Regions from separate parts of the Mus musculus genome. Here all the other regions are linked to region 4. A link is a contact called in public HiChIP or PLAC-seq and promoter capture Hi-C data. All regions are on one chromosome and are shown on one strand. Each heading gives the region's core, a stretch centred on a gene start, on an enhancer-like site or on the middle of the called end of the contact. The rest is flanking DNA. Distances are from core to core; before and after follow the strand shown.

The links. Promoter capture Hi-C pulls out the DNA fragments that hold promoters and counts their contacts. HiChIP or PLAC-seq counts read pairs in DNA pulled down with a chosen protein or histone mark.
Region 1: a promoter capture Hi-C map of the C10 cell line shows a contact between it and region 4, with 3 times the contacts expected there. The contact joins the promoter of Tor4a here to the promoter of Agpat2 in region 4. A contact is called at or near these places in 1 of 39 promoter capture datasets (the C10 cell line) and 1 of 115 datasets of contacts at active chromatin or transcription factors (pancreatic cancer cells).
Region 2: a promoter capture Hi-C map of pre-B cells shows a contact between it and region 4, with 3 times the contacts expected there. The contact joins the promoter of Paxx here to the promoter of Agpat2 in region 4. A contact is called at or near these places in 2 of 39 promoter capture datasets (liver and pre-B cells) and 1 of 115 datasets of contacts at active chromatin or transcription factors (pancreatic cancer cells).
Region 3: a contact with region 4 is called in an HNF4G HiChIP or PLAC-seq map of pancreatic cancer cells. The contact joins the promoter of Edf1 here to the promoter of Agpat2 in region 4. A contact is called at or near these places in 2 of 39 promoter capture datasets (the C10 cell line and liver) and 1 of 115 datasets of contacts at active chromatin or transcription factors (pancreatic cancer cells).

What each region holds. Positions count from the first base shown.
Region 1 is chr2:25,194,769-25,199,799 of GRCm38.p6, reverse strand. It overlaps Tor4a (torsin family 4, member A), which reads left to right and starts at 2,987. Exons shown (of 2, transcript NM_146115.4): 1 at 2,987-3,208; 2 at 3,875-5,031. The coding sequence starts at 3,911. Nelfb (negative elongation factor complex member B) reads left to right here. Exons shown (of 13, transcript NM_021393.3): 13 at 1-88.
Region 2 is chr2:25,458,758-25,463,918 of GRCm38.p6, reverse strand. Paxx (non-homologous end joining factor) reads left to right here and starts at 2,825. Exons shown (of 7, transcript NM_153557.1): 1 at 2,825-3,132; 2 at 3,204-3,264; 3 at 3,425-3,474; 4 at 3,562-3,752; 5 at 3,845-3,910; 6 at 4,060-4,144; 7 at 4,218-4,431. The coding sequence starts at 3,008. The coding sequence ends at 4,257. It overlaps Clic3 (chloride intracellular channel 3), which reads right to left. Exons shown (of 6, transcript NM_027085.3): 6 at 5,147-5,161.
Region 3 is chr2:25,555,315-25,560,613 of GRCm38.p6, reverse strand. Edf1 (endothelial differentiation-related factor 1) reads right to left here and starts at 2,767. Exons shown (of 5, transcript NM_021519.2): 1 at 2,585-2,767; 2 at 412-463; 3 at 1-74. The coding sequence starts at 2,662. It overlaps Gm35476 (a long non-coding RNA gene), which reads left to right and starts at 3,086. Exons shown (of 4, transcript XR_866044.3): 1 at 3,086-3,159.
Region 4 is chr2:26,602,092-26,607,051 of GRCm38.p6, reverse strand. It overlaps Agpat2 (1-acylglycerol-3-phosphate O-acyltransferase 2 (lysophosphatidic acid acyltransferase, beta)), which reads left to right and starts at 2,635. Exons shown (of 6, transcript NM_026212.2): 1 at 2,635-3,023. The coding sequence starts at 2,842.

The DNA of each region.
Region 1 (5,031 bases), core at 1,738-4,237, 1.4 Mb after region 4:
CTATGTGTTTTAGCCTTTGAGTAGGGGAGTTTCGGTGTACACATTGAATTTTCCACTTATGTAAATAAAACGGATTTTGATAAATCCATGGTGAGGAATCTGTTTGTCCTGGGACTGGGTTCAGTGGTGGATGCCATGACCACCTTCACCACCTCTTCCTTCTCTTCCTCCTCTTCCTCCTCCTCTTCGTTTCTTTCTTCCTTTTTTTTTTTTTTTTTTTTTTTTTTAATGTTAGGTCTCACTACCTGTCTCCGACTGTCCTGGAACTCATTGTATAGGCTAGGCTATCCTCGAACTTGGAGAGATCCTGCCTTTGCCTCCCACATGCTGGGACTAGTGTGTGCCACCACGCCTGGAGGGTGTAACATTCTGGAGAGTCAGTGCTTTGGCCTCTGTGCTGAGTAACCTGGTGTAGGGCCTAGCTGGAAGATCTCAGGGCCTCTCAGAGTGCTTTGATCTCTGTGTACAGTCTTTCAAAATGAGGGATAGGGATTGCTATGAGGACCAAGGATAAGCCCTAAGTCAGAGTGATTCTGAACATCAAACTTTACAGCCCTGTGGCAGCTTAGACATCGCTGGGTGGCTAGGGAAAGTCCAGCTGGGCCTTGGGCATCCAAGACAGAGTGGCTGAGCAGGGAAGCTGTCTGAGGCCTAATGAAAGCTCTCTTGCTGTGATGGGATTAGGCAGGTGTGGGTGTTTGCAGGGCCCCCAGTCTGTGCCTAGCTTTTCCCAGTTGTGAATGAATGGTATGTACCTTGGCTGAATCTGGCTGTATGTCACCAGGTGGGGAGGGGCAGGCTAGTGAATATATCCCTGAAGCTGAGTGAAGGGGAAGGAACGGTTTTCTATTATAAGCAACACTATAGACTAGATGAATCATAAAGTGTGTTTATTTTGGCTCAAGAACCTGGTCCAAAGATCAGGATGAATTTAATGATAGTAGCCTTTCTGACAGAGGCCTGAGGCATAGGGTACCTCAGTGATTGGGGGAGAAGGGGACAGAGAGGGATGGGGAAGGGCAGGGAGGGAGGGAATGAAAATGTATGGGTTCTGTTTTCTCTCTTTAAAGCCATGGAATGACAAGGTGACATTTTTACAACCTCATTTGATCATAACCACCAATCTTGAAGGCACAGCACAGTGGATTGAATTTTCAGCCTCCACCACCCTCTAGGTGGCTGGGGGAGACTTCAGCCAATGACACCACAACTAGATCACTGTGGGACCACAGGAGCGCTGCTTAAGTTTCCAGCTGTGTAGAGGTCACAGGTCAAAAAAACACAGGCCTTCAGTTGGGGGAAGTGCTGCTAGATTCTCCTGTATTATTATTATTATATTATTTTCTGTGACAGGGTCTCTGTAGCCCTGGCTGTCCTGGAACTTGGTATGTAAACCAGGCTGTTCTCAGAGTCACAGATCCCCCACCTACTTGTCAGCCTCCCAAGTGCCCGGCTTGCTTGGTTATTTTAAAAGTGGAAGAAACATGTCTGTGGGGTGATGGCAGTGATCCATTAGTAAAAAGCTTATGACACTGGGACTTGAGGTTGTCATATCCAGGCAGCTGCTACTTACACAGCACAGACATTTCAGGAAGGCTCTTGGGGCTGTTTTCATGCACTTAGGATGGTGACTAGGGCTACATGGGGTAGACAGGAAAGGTCTGGGCTGAGAACAGAAGCTGTGAGTGGACTGGATGCCAGGCAGGGTAACTGGGCAGAGGGAAGGACTGCTAGAGGCTGAAGCCTGGGAGAGACAAAAGGTCTGTGTGGCTGGATTCTGCTAGTGTGGGCCAAGTGTGCCTTCAAGGAGCTGTGAAAGGAAAGGGTGTGGTAGGTGAAGGGTCAGGTTTGGGGCTGGTGAGGTTGGATTTTACAGTAGGGTTGGGACCAGGGATTGGGCACTGAGGCTTGTGAACCTTCTGTCTATCAAAGCCTTATCCTTGCAAAAAGTAACTCTGGGGCATGAGTTCCCTGAATGGGTCACTTTATCAGCTCTTTTCCTTATTCCGGAATGGGACTCTGGGCCCTAGAGAGTTCGATAGATCAGCCTCTTGGAAAAGTAGCTGGCCAGCATTGGGTTTACCTAAAGATTATCCTGTCCCTTTCTTGCAGGGCCTGATCCAGGACCCCAGGGCCCAGTATCCTTGGGTCAGGAAATTCTCGACTAGAAAACTAAGGTTTCTAAGAGCCTCTTCCCTCTAGGGCCTGCTCAATCAGCTGTGTGCATTGATATTTTACACGGTCTGTGAAGTGTAGATGGGGGGGGGGTCATGGGTGAGGCTGAGTTGTTTAGATGGCTCTGGAAACACTTATCCTCTCTGGCCACTCTAAACTTTGTGAGAGTTCTGGAAAGTTCAGGATCCCAGGCTGGCCAAGGAAGCAACCAGCTCCCTTTCAGAATGGGAGGAGTCTGAGGCACTTCCCTTCCTGCATAAATGGGCATGGAGGTGGGCAGGGCTGCAGGCAAACAGGTTGCCATGAAAAGTCTAAAGCTTTTCTGTCTCCCAGTTCTTGCTCAAAGAACATTTTTCTATCTGCTCTCCCACTCCACAAGGGCTCTGAGACATAAGGGGTTCTATCCCTAGCGCTAGAACTTTTGTTTCTTGGGTCCTGCCCTATGAGAGGTCCAGGTGAATGGGCAAAGGGGAGGGTGGGCGGTAGAGAAGGGAAAGGAAGGGAAGTACAGAAGAAAAGGGATTAGAGGCACCCCGCTGAGCAAATGACCTGCTTTCTACTAGTTTACTAAGTAGGGTCTTTTGGGTCACTTCCTCAGTTTATCTGGGTCAGGGAAAGGGGTATCCTGGCAGAGGCGATGTCAGTAGAGGGCAGACTGAGCTTTCAGGAGTCCAGGGAACCTATGGGAAGAGCTGCTGGACGGGCTCCTCCCTCTCTGTGCCCTGGATAGGGGTTCTGGGTCAGTCAGCCAGACCTGCCCCCACTGGTGGTTCCGTTCAGCCCAAGCTCCGCCTGCCAGCACCCCTGACTCACTTCCTTTGCATCTAAGCGGAAACCTCCCCAGAGCTTCCCCTGTTCCTGTCCCTGGGGACCTGCAGAAGTTGTTACCCCTTCAAGCCTGAGTTGGGCCAGCCAGACCCTGGCCCACCCACCTCACCGATTGGGTGGAAGACTAGCATTTCCTGCTTCCTGAGTTGCTGGCTCCTGGCCTTGGAAGGGAGTGGCTGAGCTGGAGGAGCCTGCGCAGCTGCAGGTAGGTAGCTGCAGATATGGAGAGCTTCAGGCCAGCCTCCTCAGAGGCAAGGCTTTAATCCTTCCTCGGCTCTTGTTCATTTTTCTGCTCTTGTGTTCTCTGGGAGGATGGTGAGGGACCCCAGATTTGGGCTTGGATGGGAGCTAAGGGTGGGAGTGGGTTGGAAGGCCTAGGTTGTGACTAGGGACAGTGCTAGAATCCATTCTCAAAACCATGAAAGTTTGTCTGCATATTCCACCAACTGTCCTAAGTATGGGGAGAGTCTCAACTCTTAGGGGTACTGAGTCCTCTGGAACAAGGTGCCTACTTGGGACCTGTAAAGCCTTTGACAGTCTGATAGGTGCTGGGTGTGTTTGTGCAGGGTCCAATTTGACCATTCTATAACCCTAATCAGTGACAACGAGCCTTCTGTTTATTCCTCTAAGAGGGAGGTCAACAGTATGATAAATTATACACCTCGCCCCACCCCCGCACTTCCTCACAGCCTAGGCCTTTTCGGAGAGGACCCAAGAGATTTGCATGCGTTGGGGCCCTCCTGCTGAGAGCCGGGCTTCCTGGTTAGTGGAACTAGCGAGGCGGGGCCAGTATTTGGCCGGAAAGTACCTTAAGGAACCCCAAGAGGGTAAGATCGGGGACTCACGAAGTCTTCCCATTTTTCTATTGCAGGGAGGGGAACTACATGCCCAGCATAGGTCCTGAACCATGGACCGCAGCCATCCTAGCCTAGAGCCCCAGGCCAAGGGACCATGTGTGATAGCGCCAGTGCGCGCCGTGCTCCGTCTGCGCCGCCGAGTCTGCGTCCTGCGCAAGAGGCGCCTCTTGCAGCCAGGCACTGAGCCGGACTCTGGGACAGGGACACTTGGGCCCACCGGCAGCTTGGGCACTCTACGTGCCGACCTAGACCAACCTAAATTCTTCACCTTCGACAGCCTGACAGAGCTGACTTCTAGGACACCCCGCAAGAGGCGCAGGCGTAGTCGGGTAGTTCTCTACCCAGAAACCTCACGGAAGTGCCGACCCCGCACAGAGCGGCAGAGTCGTGCACAGCGTTGTCTGCTGCTTCTTGTAGCCATTGTGGGGTTCCAGGTTCTCAACGCCATTGAGAATCTAGACGATAATGCACAACGTTACGACCTCGACGGGCTGGAGAAGGCGCTGCAGCGTTCTGTGTTTGGACAGCCAGCTGCTGTGGGCCGCATCATGGCCCTGCTGCGAGACTACCTGGCTACACATGTGCACAGTCATCCCTTGCTCCTGGCACTGCACGGGCCCAGTGGTGTAGGCAAGAGTCACGTGGGGCGTCTGTTGGCGCGCCACTTTCGCGCAGTGCTGGAAGATGGTGCTTTGGTTCTGCAGTACCATGCACGATATCACTGTCCAGAGCCACGCCCGGTTCAGGACTGCCGGAAGGAGCTGGCACAGCGAGTGGCAGATGTGGTGGCACAGGCTGAGGCCGAGGAGAAGACCCCTCTCTTGGTCCTGGATGAGGCTGAACTCTTGCCACCTGCGCTGCTAGATGAGCTCCACGACCTCCTGCAGCCACAGCGTTCGCACCATTTCCACAATGCTATCTATGTACTCCTAAGTGGCGCTGGTGGTATAGAGATCACACACTTTGTGCTGCAAAATGCGTCACGGATGTTGCCCCCACTCCGCCATAGCGCAGGCAGTACTCAGACTGAGGAATCTCCAGCCCAGGAGTTACTCACCAGTCTTCGAGAGCTCCTGGCCCGAGAACACCCTCTGTGGCACACTGCAGCCATCGTGCCCTTCCTGCTACTGGACAAGCCGGATGTGGTCAACTGCTTCAGAGAGGAGATGGC
Region 2 (5,161 bases), core at 1,576-4,075, 1.1 Mb after region 4:
CTACCGTGTTCCTCCAGATCCTTACTGCCCACTTTCAGTAATGTTTGGGGAGTTTTCAGTAATGCTCCACCTGCTCCTTGTATTGGGTCCAGCCACCTGCGGGGTCAGTTGGCTCATGATGCCTCTATGCTGAGTCTTCACCCAAAGAGCTCCCTGTTTTTCTCTACAGCTCCCCAGGCACAATAAACACTTTGGTGAGGCTGACAGAAGCAGTGTTTCATAGGGGAGTCAGAGAGTGGGTGGTGGGTGGCAAGGCCTGTCTAAGTCTGGAAACCACATAGGCTGGGTCCTTTAGGGCAGTACCTTCAGGGAAAGGACTATACCTTAGTTCTTCGTGGGAAGACCCAAGGTGCCTAAAGGCCCTTCTTGGACCCTGTAGTCCCCAGCATCTAGCCTAAGAGTATGATACGGCTGGTTTAGCTGCCCAGAAGCTCCCGCTTTGGAACAGCAATTACATGAGGCAAGCCACATTCCACCCTGTTCCATGTGTGCCCTGGGTCCCGGGAGCCACTGTAGACAGATTCAGCTTTCAAGTACATCAAATAGAAGGTCACTGAGATGCCTCTAAAGGTAAAGGTACTTGCTACTAAGGCTTATGACCTGAGTTTGATCCCTGGGACCTAAGGATGGAAGAAGAAAACTAACTGCCCTTTGACTTCTGACCTCTGTACCATGACACACATACACCCACTCACAATAAAATGAATAGAAATGCTTAATAATAATAATAATAATAATAATAATAATAAACTGAGGGAGGTGCTCACATTGGCTCTGGTCTCTACTTGCACATATGTGTGTACATGTGAATATGTAGAACACACACACAGGAAGGTAAGTGTATTATTTCTGTGTTTATACTGGACACAGTATAACTTGTTTGGCTTTTGTGTGTGTGCTAGGACCCTGTTGTGTACTCCTGCTGAGCAGGTACCTGGGATCCTTGGGCTTCAGCCTTTCCATCTGGATTTACAAGTGTGTTCCACCACGCCCTGAAGTACCAATGTTTGAAGAGACAAAATTGTCCCGAAATGTTTGAGGGTATAGTTCAGTGACACCTGTAATGTGAATATTATGCAAAAATTAATAAAATAAAATAGAATTTAATAAAAATATTGATTGTAAATTTGTCAAAATGTTGATAATTCGTCCATCTGGGGCTCATTATGCTGTTATTTCTGCTTTGTAGTCGGTTTAAAGTTTTTCACTCAAATTGGTAAAACAAACAAAACAAAGCAAACAAACAAAACCAGCAGCTCCATGGGAGGCTGAGAAACAAATCCTTGCAGACTTTAGCAGCCTAGAACAAGAAGCAGCGATATCTCCAGGTCCTTAAGGTCTGGGACAGGCCCCTCGAGTGGAAGAGGATGCCGTTCACCATCTCCCAGACCTGAGGCCTGGACAGGACTCTGCTTCCTGGCTCTGGCTCTGGCTCTGGCTCTGGCTCTGGCTCTGGCTCTGGCTCTGCCTCTGGCTCTGCCTCTGGCTCTGCCTCTGCCTCTGGCTCTGGCTCTGGGGCTCTGGCTCTGACTCTGGCTCTGGCTCTGGCTCTGGCTCTGGCTCTGGCTCTGGCTCTGGCTCTGGCTCTGGCTCTGGCTCTGGCTCTGGCACAGGCAGGCCTCCATACTTTAATATCAAAGGTTTTCCTGGGTTGCCTTGTGCTGTGGTGAGCAATGCAGTAGGGATGGGAGAAATGACAGACATCATTTCTGCCATATTCCAGTGGCTAGAATAGAAGCAAGACCTTAGATGCAGCTTCTAGGAGGGGGTCAGACAATGGTGGAGATGCAGGCAGACATCAAGGCTGAGCCAGAAACTCCTAAAACCAGGATGTACGGTACACAGTGAAAAGCAGGGAAAGTAAGACATGGGAGAGAGGGATGGAGACTTGAGCAGAGGTGAAATGTTCTACATGGATCCTCAAGAGGACACTTTCAAAAGAACTACAGGTAAGTACACCCGGCTGGAGACAGGCAAAAACCCATGCACGCAAAGGCTCTAGTCCGGAGCCTCAGCAGGGTTGAGCAAAACTAGAGGAAAGTGGGAATTGAGTATGTTTGGCTGATGGCACTTTTCAAATGTTAGCACAGTTCACCAAGTTACTAACCACTCTCACCATGGTTCTCATAGGTTCATGCTAGCCCTCTTCCACAGCCTTGGGAAGACTTCTGTTCCCATCAGGCCTCCTCCTGAGCACACCCTTTGCTGGGCTCCATTCTCTGCAGGTGGCATCAGCCCCTACTATGCAGGCCCTGTGTGGATTCTCATGAGCATTTGCTGCAGTGTGAGTGCTGTCCTGTCGGACTAGTCATCTCTCCCATTAGATCTCAGGTTCCAGAGACCTCCTGTTGGTGAAGGTGTCCTCAGGGCTGACAGGTATCACACAGAGGGTGGTGACTCAGACAATGGGAGGGTATTGCCCGGGAGAAAACTGCATCTCCAAACGTTTCCACATGTACTGTACTTACTCTTGTATTTTGGTTTGTTACAACTCAGCTTTAGAAAGAGATGTGTTTATATCTAAAGTGACAGGAAGGGACAAGTGACCAACAGTTTGGAGGCCCTGCAGTACAAGCCCTTGGGGGATAGATAGGAAAGAAGACCGGCATTGAAGAGCGGCAGATATGTTGCTAAGAAGGACCCAGAAAAGCGGAAGAGCACAAGGAGTGAGACCATAGTAGATCTCTGTTTGGATGCAAGGGCCAAAGAACAGAGCCCAGAATAGCACTGAGTAGCTAATGCGCTAAGCCCCGCCCTCCGAGTGCTTCCCGCCCCGCCCCACGTGCTAAACCCCGCCCTTTAGTCAGCCTCTTACTTAATGCCTGGTACCCGGAAACAATGTCAACCTTGAGTACCGCCCATCGCCTCGTCCTTCCGTCCCTCCAGAAACCAGAAGTTCCGCCGCCGAGCGAACACCTTAGATTGTGAGTCACCGAGTTTGTACTTCTGCGCAGGCGCCCTCAGCCCACATCTAACTTGGCTCCTGCGGCGAGACCGCCCTGCTGTCATGGCTCCTCCGTTGTTGTCGCTGCCGCTTTGTATTCTGCCGCCGGGTTCGGGCTCCCCCCGCCTGGTGTGCTACTGCGAGCGGGATAGTGGTGGAGACGGGGACCGCGACGACTTCAACCTCTAGTGAGTGGAGTCTAGGGATGTGGGGTGCGGGAGCATAGCGGGCACGGTGCCTGACAGCCCCTCCCACCCAGTGTGACGGACGCCGCCGAGCTCTGGAGCACCTGCTTCTCGCCTGACAGCCTGGCGAGGCTCGTGAGTAACAGTGCTGGGGATAGGAGACAGCTGGTAGCTTGCCACCCTCCCCCTCCCCGTGGCAGTGGTTCTAATAGCATTTCCAGGGTAGGGCAGTTTGGAATGTCCAGTGGGTCCAGGGTCCTGGGCGGGGTTAGTGACAATTCCTTGTTCCCAGCAGAAAGCCCGATTTGGCCTAAGTGGGGCTGAAGATATCCATTCCCGGTTCAGGTGAGTTCCAGTTAGGGAGGCCATGTGAATGAGAAGCTTGGGGTAGTGCTAACACATCCTGGCCATAACACACATCTCCCTCCTTAGGGCAGCCTGCCAACAGCAGGCAGTAACTGTAAGCCTGCAAGAAGACAGAGCATTGATAACCCTTTCAGGGGATACCCCTGCCCTGGCCTTTGACCTCTCCAAGGTGCCCAGCCCGGAGGCAGCCCCCAGGCTGCAGGCTTTGACTCTCAGCCTGGCAGAGCATGTATGCAACCTAGAGAGGCGGCTGGCAGGTACTGTATGTGTGGGCACCTGTACCTTCCCTCAGGGGCATGCTTTTGCAGACCCTCCTGGCATTGAGTGAGATGCCACGACTCTCTCTTAGCTGCAGAAGAGACCATCACTAGCCCCAAGAAGAACACCCAGCCAGCAGGCACTCAGTTCTTACCAGGTAAGGGGTGGGCCTGGCATGTGGGCTGGGGCTGCTCTTTCTCTGGAACTGCCTCTCCAGATGTCTCATGGGAGAATCTTTCCATGTGGACAGAGTTCTGGCCAGGGTTCTTTGGAGTTCAAGATTTCCCTGATCCTATTTTCTGGCAGAACTTGATCACCAGAGAGGCAGCTCTGGGCCTGGGGTCAGGAGACGGTGTCCAGGGGAGTCTCTCATTAACCCTGGCTTCAAAAGGTACTTGCCACCTGTCTCCCCTGCCCTGGTCCCTTCCTTTTCTTCTATGTATTTACATACTCTTGTCTTCTAGTAAGAAACCAGCTGCTGGTGTAGACTTTGATGAGACCTGAGGACAGCAAAGCCTGTTACTTGGCCAGGAGCCTGCCTGCAAGGAAAGGGGAGATCTAGGACCCCCTAATCAGAGACACCCCTTGCTTCACTTCCCCTGTGGTCCTGCTGTTGGGCAAAGGTGCCTCTCATCCCTTCTCCGTCAAATAAACTGCTCCCTCGGGGAGAGATGCTAGGCCAGACTTGAGTTGTGAAGATTGGCCTTGGGGAGGGGGCACGAGAAGACCCCTCTGGTGTACTGTGGAGCCCTGGGAGGCAAACAGATGCATCAGGCTCTCGGCATCCAGGAGGCTCTCCCGCCTAGGTCTTAAGGCAGGCAGCAGAGCTTTCTCAGACCTACTGTGTTGATTCTGCGTGGCCAGCACAGAAGCTGAGAGCGTCCTGGTCTGGTAGAGCCAGAACTCTCTAAGGCTTAGATGTCCCACACTTGCAAGCCCCACCCAGGTAGCACAGAGGCGTTGTCTTGGAGGCCACCAGAGGGCATTAGACAGTAGAAGCCCCTTATAGGAGATATGGTTGGCCCACAGTCTGTGGCTGGACTGAGGAATGGAGGCCTGCCCCCACCCACTTGGCCAGGATCCCAGAGGCTGAGCTTCATGGGGCTCCCCACCCTCCTTGGCCATCCAGGGCACCCCGCCCAGCTCTGGCCTGACTGGTTTGGGAGACTAATCCAATCCCCTAGATCCCTGATGCCTCCGTGCTGGGGCAGCTGTAAAGGGCCCCAGGCCTTTGTTCCACACCATGGAGGAGGGTGAATTGTGCTTTGTCCAGTGGACTCTCTTGTCTTCAGCATTTGGGGACACCACCTTTAACTATGTTTCTCACCATAGGGTTGAGGTGGTGTAGTTGTGGGTCTCTGGCCATTTGGACGTTCAGGACACAATTACTTGGGGCAGAGATGCTTTA
Region 3 (5,299 bases), core at 1,518-4,017, 1.0 Mb after region 4:
CAGCTCCTCGGTCTCCCGGTCGAGCTTGGCTGTGTTTTTAGTAATGGAATGCTGCTTGTTCTGGCCAGCAGCCCCTGGAGGCAATGTGAGCAGAACAGAGCAATGACGGCTTGCAATCAGCACACGGGAAAGATTTCAAATAAAAACCAGACTGACAGGCCAGGTCCGGTGGGCTTCCCAGACCTCAGAGCCCTGAATCTGAATCTTCCCAGAGTGGTAGGAAGAAAGTTAACAGTCCCCACTGACTTCACGCCACACAGAGCTGTGCCGACAAGTCAAGAATATTTCCTGGCTGTCCAGTCTCTGCTCCTGACAGGTCCTCAGGGTACCACCCCAGGGCACCAGACCATATCATCAGACTAGCAATTCCCAGCACACCCTTGCTTTGCAAGTAGAAACTTGAGTACCTACATTTCTTGGATGTCTCCACATCTTCTCCTCGTCGCTGAGCCGCTAAGATGGCCTAGAAAACCAAAAAGTAGTTTTCAATCAAAATGAGCTTTGGGGGAGCACGGAGCACAATTTAAGCAGCTGTTTACAGATCATGTGGTGCTAAATCTACAAGCCTGCCACCCAATGCTAGGTAAAGCCAACCAAACTCACCATAAGAGTGTCCCCTGCCTGGCTCTGGTTTTACTTCCCATGTTTTTGGTAAACACATGGTCATCTTTAGTTCAGACACATACCTGGGAATTTCCAGGTAATAAACAATTCATAATTTTAAAATTTGTGTATTTTCTGAAAAGTGTGATGCGCTTTCATACTGTACCCACTGTCTCACCTAAGACAGTGTCCAGTGTCTGTCCTCTGTCCAGTGCTGTCTCAGCAGTGTATGCTACCTGCCTCTTACTCATCCATCTGTCAACCTTTTTGGATCCCAGATAACTGTCAAGGCACCAAAACAGACTTCATGTTCGAGAAATCATGATGGAGGAGCCTGATGCTACATAATCACGGCTTGGTGATTCGCATGGCTTCAGAATATCATTGAGATAATCTATCACTTCACACCATCCCTAAAAGAAGGGTGCATATAGGACCCCAGGAAACCACACTGGCACAACTCCTATTACAGTGTACTGTTACAGCTGTTCTTTTCAACCATTACTTATGACTGGCTTACATGAGTATTTGTCTGCATACAGCGCCCATAGAGCCAGAAGCGGGTGTTGGGGTCCACCAGACCTGGAGTTACTGGCAGGTGTGAACTGCCATGTTGATGCTGGTACCTGACCTTGGGTCTGTAAGAACAGCAAGTATTCTTCACCACAGAGCCAACTCTCCAACCCTTATTACTATTTCTTACTGTGCCTAATCTATAAACTTCTTCATGGGTGGGTATATATGAGTAGGAGAACACACACTACATACAGGATCCAGCACAACTCAGTTTCAGGCATCTACTGAGCAGCCTCAGAATGTGTCCCCAAAGAAACAGGGGTACACTGTACACACATATCTAGATAACATGCATTGAACTACTGCTAAAAGAACCAACTCACTTTTACACTAAGACAGGTGTGAGCTGGGTATGGTGGCACAGGACTGTGATCCTAGCCCTCAGAAGGCTGATTCAAGCCTTCTTAGTGCTAGATACACTAGACCCAGAAATCAATATCAGAGCACGTGCATGCGCACACACAGTACAGGCGACCAGGTTCTTTATTGGAAACAGAGCTAGTTTTCTTCCAAACTCTGCTATAAAGCAGAAAGGTGTGGAATGCTGCCCTGGCTTCTTCGGCCAGTACGGTTCCTAATGAGAAATGACACACCCCACAGTAGTCTCAGTAGTCTCCCTGGGAAGTAGGACCACTAACGATGATGCCTGGGCCACAGTAACTGAGTATTAACATCCTGCTTCAGAGGAGTGGCATGTGAGCGTCTCTGTGTAATATGCTCAGACTTTCTACACACTTAAGGATGATTCCAAGTTCTCCTGAAAAGAGGACTGTGGACTTGGCTTCAACTATGGCAAATAACTCCAGCTCTGGTCAGTACCACTTAGGGAACCACAGCATCCAGGGCTCAGGGACACAGAGTTCACCTATGGAGAGGACATCAGACCAATGTCTCACACAGCCCTCTTTATAGGCTGACATCGCCTGGGTGGGCATCATGGGCAGGAAGCCACCAGTGATGCCAGCACAGGCTGATACCAGGTAAGGGCAAAACCTTCAGCAGGACTGCCCCTACCCTGGTTCCCAAGTTTCCTGCGCCTAATGCCCACGTTGCCCACCCCACATTTAGTGACCAGCCAGGTTCTCTGACCCACACTTGCACCTGTTCTCAATCCTGTTTTCATCTCCATCCAGGTCCTCACCCAGGCCTGTCCCAGTCCAGAGCCCAGGCCACATTCCCATCCCCCTGCTCCGACCTTTGCCCCAGCCTCGCGCAGGTCAGCTGCCCTCTACCCCAGTCTTTTCCCGTACTCCATCTCCAAGGAGTACCTGTTGTCCCCCAAGGTCTCCACCCTCGAAAGATCCGTTCGGGTCCCCACCCACTGCCGGATTCCCCGGCTCGGCCCAGCGACCGCAGAGCGCCGTGCGGCCCGGCAGCTTCCCGCCGCCCCCCGCTGGCTGAGCACCTGCTTAGACTTGGCCTGTGCGGCCGTGGGGCCCTTCTTGCGCAGCACCGTCACGGTGTCCCAGTCACTCTCGGCCATGGCGCGGCGGGGGCAGCGATCCGTCCGGCGGCTCTGGCAGCTGCTCGAGACCCGGCGCGGCGACGCGACGTCCCTTCGTCGCCTCCCCGCTTCCGGCGCCAGCGCCTCGGTCCCGCCCCTGGTTCCCATTGGTCGGTGGTTCCAGGAGCCCGCACTTCCCGAGCTCTGCGGCCAATCCGCACCCGGCTAGTCTAGGGACCCGCGGGGGCTGCCCGCGGGCGGCGCGTGGAGGGCGACGCCTGATCGCCGCCACGGTTCCAGTCCCGTGTCCCTGTGGCTGCGCAGGGCGGAGCGCCAGGGGTGGGAATTGTGTGGGGATCGAAGGGAGCGGAGAGTGAGGGACCCTAAAGGAGAGAAGAGCGGAGAGGACATGGAGAGCAGACGGGAGGACCGAAGAAGAGAGTGGAGGATCCCGAGAAAAAAAGTGCAGAAGAGAGAAGAACCTTAGTAAAAAGAGTGGGGACCCGGAAGAGAGCTGGGGCGGAGAGGGAACACAGGTATCTGCGAGGGGAGTGAGGCACGGAGAAGGGGGCCCTGGAGACCTACACACACGCCATGCTAGCACAGGTGCCGTACAAGTGGGATCCTACTGATCCCAGCCGGTCTCCACCACCTTACTTCTGGAGAACCTGGGCCAGCGTCCCCCACACCAGTGGGTATACACCTGTCTTCCAGGCCACGCCTTAGGAGATCCCAGGATAGAATCCAGGTTCTCTTGTGCTTGTAGCTTGGCATTATACCAGTACTTCGAAGTTCCTTTGGAGGTGCTCTCTGGGAGAGAAACAGCAGCTGGCAAATTTTGTGGGGCCAGAAACATGTGAACCATTGATGGCTTCTTTGGAATACATAGAAACAAAATTACTTTAAAAATAAGCAACTCAGCCTCGAGGTGGTGGTCTTTAATCCCAGCATTCGGAAGGCCGAGGCAGAAGAATCTTTGGGTACGAGGTCAGCCTAGTCTACCAAACGAGCTCCGGGACAGCCAAGGCTACATAGAGAAACTGTCTCAAAAAACAAACAAAAACACCCTATAAATACAAAAATACACACACACCAAAAAAAGGAGCCTGGAGAGATGCTCTCTCTCCAGGAACTGCTCTTCCAGAGATCCTGAGGTCCCAGCAACCACATAGTGGTTCTTGACATCTGTATTTGAATACTATGCCTTCTTCTGATGTGTCTGAAGACAGCTACCGTGTACTCATATACATTAAATTAATAATAATAATAATGTAAATTACTTCTGCAACACCCGTATTTGCCAGGTGGAGATATGAGGATCAGAAGGTCAAGGTTATCTTTAGCTACAAAGCAAGTTTGAGACCTTCCAGGACTACATGGAACCCTGCTTGGGGAGGAAAACAAAATGATTATAGAGGCATAGTGGCTAAGAGCATTTGCTGCTCTTGCAGAGAACCTGAGAACAGCAGGATGTAACTCTAACTCCAGCGGCATTGATTCCCTCTTCTGGCCTCTGAGGGCACTAGGCACACAGTTGGTGTACAGACATGTAAAGGCAAAATGCCCATACACTTAAAACAAGATGGAATACACACCACACACACTCCACACACACACCACACATACATGGTGGTGGTGGTTTGGTTTGGTTGGTTTGTTTGTTTGTTTGTTTAAAGGCTCACTGTGTGGACTGGCTAGTCTGGAACTCATAAAGATCTGCCTGCTTCTACCTCCTGACTAGTGGGATTAAAAGCATGCACCTTCACTCTGGATACCAAAAAATAAAATAAAATAAAATTTTTAAAAAATCACACTTTAATTTTATTTTTAATTAAAAAATGGGGTGATGGCTTTGCAGTAAAAAGCACCGACTGCTCTTCCAGAAGACTTGAGTTTAATTCCCAGCACCTACAAGGTGGCTCCCAGGCATCTATAATTCATCTCAGGGGCTCAGATGCCTTCTGGCCTCCACAGACACGGAACACATGCTGTGCATAGATTTACATGCAGACCAAGTATCCATAAATAGAAAATAAAAGGTTTAAAATCTGTGGGGTTTTTGTTTTGTTTTGTTTTGTTTTGTTTTGAGACAGGGTCTCAGTATGTAACTTTTGCTGGATTGAATTTGATATGTAGTCCAGGCTGGCCTAAAAGATCACAGGGAGCCACCTGCCTCTGCCTCTGGAGGGCTGGAATTAAAGGTGTGCACCACCACTCCTGGCTAAAAAGTTTTAAAATAAATCTTTTTTTTTTTTAAGATTTATTTATTTATTTTATGTAAGTACACTATAGCTGTCTTCAGATACTCCAGAAGAGGGCGCCAGATCTTGTTACAGATGGTTGTGAGCCTCCATGTGGTTGCTGGGATTTGAACTCAGGACCTCTGGAAGAGCAGTCAGTGCTCTTAACCCCCGAGCCATCTCTCCAGCCCTTAAAACAAATCTTAACAGTAAGTTACAGAAATACTTTTTTTTTCCTCCTGATGTGCATTTGTTTTCAATTTGGGGAGGGATGGTATGTGTGTAAGTCAGAGGACAAGGTGGCACACACCTTTAATTTCTGCCCTTGGGAAGCAGAGGCAGGTGGATCTCTCAGAGTCCCAGGTCAGCCAGAGATACACAGTGAGATCCTGTCTCAAAATAAAAAAGTGATAATATAAAATTTTATATTTATATA
Region 4 (4,960 bases), core at 1,386-3,885:
TATTCCAACAGTTCCTCCGGATCCTCTAGGCTTCACTTCTCAAAGCAGAAACTTTCCACAGCCTCAGAATGTGACTCTATTGAAAGTTTCCTTGCAGCAACCCTCCCCCTTGCATAGGATGAAAACTGGATACATCTTTCAACACTTAGTGGGCTAAAAGGGGGAAGAGGCTGAAGAGAAGTCAAGAGACTGCCTCTCTTAGAGGCAAACAAACTGCCCTGCCTCTGGGGAGGCCGCAGACTTAACCAAAGCCCTTCTTCAAGCTGCCACCACTTCCCTTGGGCCCAGAAGGGCAGGGTAGTCTCCAAACCCTGGCTGGTCTGTGGGGCCAGCCTCCTCCTCCTCCGTCACTCCCTGGCTGGTATCTTACCTCATCTACACATCAGTAAAATGGGGTTACCTTAGCTCTTGTGAGGAATCTACTGAGAACTGTTACATATGCGAGGGCAGAACAGTACAGGGGGAAGAAGGAGAGGGTAACAAATCCCAACAATCCCAACGGAGACCCTCCCAAGGGAAGAATGAAATACCAAGAAGAACGTGGAGCCCACATCAAGGTATGGAGAAGACCAGCTGCCAACATAGTGAGACCTTGCCTTAAAATAGTAAGTCGTGGTCTGTGTTGGGATCACATGCAGTTCAATTGATAACCTGCTTGCCTAGAGTGCATGACTGCTCAAAGGCCTGGGTGTGACCCCCATCACCCTCAACCTGGCATGGTGGCAACCTCCTTTGAGAGGTGGGAGCCGGAGATTTAGAAGCCCAAGGTCATCCCCGGCTAGGTAAGCAGTTTGAAGGTGGGTTCAAAAACCCAACAGGAGCTGGAGAGATGGCTCAGTGGGTAAGAGCACTTGCTGCTCTTGTAGAGGACCCAGTTTCAGTTGCCAGCACTGTCTCCTGACTTCCTCAGGCACCAGGCATGCACATGGTATGCATACATACATGCACATAAAACACTTCACACACATAAAATAAACCTTTAAAACTTAAAGACGGCCGGGCGTGGTGGCACACGCCTTTAATTCCAGAACTTGGGAGGCAGAGGCAGGTGGATTTCTGAGTTCGAGGCCAGCCTGGTCTACAGAGTAGGTTCCCGGACAGCCAGGGCTACACAGAGAAACCCTGTCTCAAAAAAACAAAAACAACCCACCCCCCAAAAAAACAAACCAAACCAAACCAAACAAAAAACCTTAAAAACATAAACCAATACGCTAAATGAATAAATAAAAAGGACACCAGGTTGGTTAGAATTAAAAGGCAGGAAGGACTCAGCATACATTCCTGAGGGGGCTGCAGAGCTGTGAGGACCTGATGCCTTGGAGATCTCAGCTGGGATCCTAGCAGCCCCGTAGCACCCCTCTCCCCCCCCCCCTTCTCTCCAAGCATATCTGGGTCTTCTACCAGAGAAGCTGAAACCCTGCAGCTCACCCTGCCTGCAACCTCATGAGCACAGAAGCCTGAAGCTGGAGTGACTCCTGGTGGTTCCTTACCCACCCTGGCACAGCTTTGGCCCTGCTTTAAAAGCTAAGCACAGGGCTGGCGAAATGGCTCAGCCGGTAAGAGCATTGACTGCTTTTCCGAAGGTCCTGAGTTCAAGCCCCAATAACCACATGGTGGCTCACAACCACCGGTAATGAGATCTGACACCGTCTTCTGGTGTACAAGCAGGGATTGAGGGAGCAGAGTTGACCAGAGTTGAGTGGGCTAACCGGAGCGAGCAGGGGTCCTAAAAATTCAATTCCCAACAACCACATGAAGGCTCACAACCTATAGCTACAGTGTACTCGCATACATAAAATAAGTCTAAAAAAAAAAAAAAAAGCTAAGCACAGTTATATAGGTAGATATTAAAATTATCATCTCTCCGGATCTGAGAAAACCAGAGATTCTCTCAGAATGCCTGGATATAGGGGAGCCTGTGGGCACATTAATATCTACAGCCATCGCTGAGTTCCACACCTAGGTGCAGACCAACCTCACCAAAAAAGAAGCTAGATGCATTTTGTCACTGACATCTGCTCTGAGAACATGATCAGGAAGGATGTATATGGCTGGCCTGCAAGCCCAAGGCTTCTTACTACAAGTGTCCCAGTGAGCACCAACTACAGGCTGGCGGTTAGAACACAGTGCGCATGGGAACACAATCGCCTGATCCACACTGCTGGCCGGGCATCAGAAGGTCCCCGGTGCCACATTACCCCAGAGACACCCCCACTCCAAAACTCTCACTACTCCTTCTGCCTCCCCCAGCTCGTTGCATCATGGGAATAGGGCTTCAGTCTCCCTGCTCAAGGGAACCTAAAGGGCCCAGGCCACCAGCCAGGTGGCCTAGTCAGGTAACCATTGGTCACTCAGTAGCCGGTCAATGGTCCTTTGTGTGGTGACAAGACTGGCATAATGGGCACGTCTTAGGTCGGTTGCACACCCTTAGGGAGCTGCGGTGCCAGGCTGGGGACTTGTGGCCGCAAGCCCCGGTGCAGGGGCGTGGGAGGCAACGCCAGAGCCCAGGCCACCCGGCAGCTCAGAGATGGGAGCCGCGGGACGAGTGAGGGAACCTCAATGTCCTGCCGCAAGGGGCAGGGTGGCAGGGAGGGGCGGGGCGGAGAGGGTGACACCCGAAGGGCCGAGGGAGGCGGGGTCCGCGTCCAGGACGCGGCGGGGCGGAGCGGGGCGCGATGCCCCCCGGCAGGGCCAGGCCCGGAGGGGCGGGAACAGGGCGGGACGGCCGCACCTAGCTCTGGGCTTCCAGCCTGGCCCGCCCTCTACCCTCGGCGCTCCTCAAAAGGGGCGCGGGCGGCGGGTGGAGGGCGGCGGCGCCGTCGGGGCTGGGGTGCGGCCGCCATGGACCCGTGGCCATGGCTGACGGCGGCGCTGCTGCTGCTGTTGCTGCTTGTGCAGCTGAGCCGCACAGCCAGGTTCTACGCCAAGGTCGGTCTCTACTGCGTGCTCTGCCTGTCCTTCTCCGCCGCGGCCTCGATCGTCTGCCTGCTGCGCCACGGCGGCCGCACCGTGGATAACATGAGGCAAGGGGGCCGGACGCCGGGATGGGCGCGCGCTTCCGCTTTCCTAACTTCTGAGCTCCTCGCGTTCTTTCCTTCCTGCCCCGCCCGCCCCGCCGTCCCCACGGTCCGGAGCCTCCGACGACGCGGCTTCCCGTCCCAGGGGCGCGTGTCACGATGTGCGCCGCTTGTAGGGCTCGGCCCTGCGGCGCCCCCTGCGCGCAGCGTGGAGTGTCGGGTTTGCGCGCGCCGCTAGCTTTGGGAGAGGGAGGGGGCCGAGCGAAGGTGGGACAGGCCCAATCCCACTTTCACCAGCAGGGAAACCGAAGCCTAGCCAGGCTTCCGGTCCGTGCTTCCACCTCTCTGCCGGTTAGAAGACACCTGTGCCCAGGTTGTAGCCACAGGTTCTCCTTGTCATTAACTTCCTCTTCTGGGGGGTGGGGGCCGAACTGTCTTTGGACCTGGCTTGCTAGCAATAAAGGAAGGAGGCTGTGGCCAGAATCCTCCTCTGCCCATCTCCCAGAGCAGGGAAGCTTAGTGGACAAGCAAAAGGTACAGGTATGGAGATCAGGCTAGGTTGTCCTGCAATGGGGGCTGCCCGAGAGAAAAAGCCTCTAGTCCTTTCTCCCTGTCCACACTCCCAGGAGACTGTTGCTACATTTCTTTCTGCCCCATTTGGACTGCTGAGAGGGTGGGTTTTGCAATGTCCTGGCCTTGGCCTTGCCTGGGTGTTTCGGACCTTGTGCCCCTGAAGCCCCTCCTCCCCCGCGGTAGTTACAAGGACTGTGAATGATGGTTTCCTGACTCTCGGCTGTATCTGGTCGTCTTTGGGGTTAGGATGCTGTCCTGACCAGCCATATTTTGTGGGTCCCAGCCCTCATTTCTCAGGTGCTTATAGTGACTATCCAGTGTCCCAGGGAGCAGACATGCAGAGGAGACCCTTGCACAGAAGACAAGGGTGCCCTAGCTATGCACTTTTCACGGTGCATAGAACAGGGTGGGGAGGCCTGCTCCCCACCTCCCCACCCTGTCTTAGGGTTCCTGTCTTAAATCCTCATAAGGCGATGAGTTGAGATAGGAACAGCAGGGCCCTTGGAGTATTGCAAGCATGACATCCTCCAGGGATGACCGTAGAGAGGGGTGAGTGGAAAAGAAAGGGATTGACTAGCTAGGAGGTGGAGGCTTGCTCAGTCCACATATGGACTCATCCCCATCTCGTGCCTCCCTGGCCTAGGCCAGCCAAGCTTGGGTTGCAGATGCTACTCTGCCTGGGCAACAGATGGGACTGAGGTTCAGAAAAGCAATTTGACAGAAAGGTTTGCGGACTGGGAGAGTTTGGAAAGAAGGAGGCAAGGGATCAAGATCCCCCCAGCCAGGACAGGGTGCTCTGGGAACCGAACCCCAGAGGGCCAGTGTATAATAAATTCTATAATAAATTCCCTTGGTGCCGGCTCAGCTATAGTGATGCTTTCCAAGGGTGCTGCATACAGTCACTCTAAGGCAGAGACTTTCAACCTAATGCTGTATGACCCTTTAAACAGTTCTTCATATTGTGGTGACCCCCCCAACCATAAAATTATTTTCATCACTGTAATTTTGCTACTTTTATGAATCATAACTATCTGATATGCAAGTTATCTGATATTCTACCCCTGTGAAAGGGCATTTGACCCCCAAAGAAGCCGAGACCCATAGGTTGATGACTGCTATACTAAGGGCTAATCTTATTGTTCTGTTTTTTTGTTTGTTTTTCTAGAGAGAGTTTAGAAAAACCCTGTGTAGCCCTGGCTGTCCTAGAACTCACTCTGTAGATCAGGCTGGTCTCAAACTCAGAGATCCACTTGCCTCTGCCTCTTGAGTGATGTTATTAATTTAAGGCACTAAAGGGCTGTAAGCCAGATCCTGAGCTCCTGGAAGGACAGCCCTGGTCTGCACCTGGTTTCTAAAGGAAGCCTTTGTCA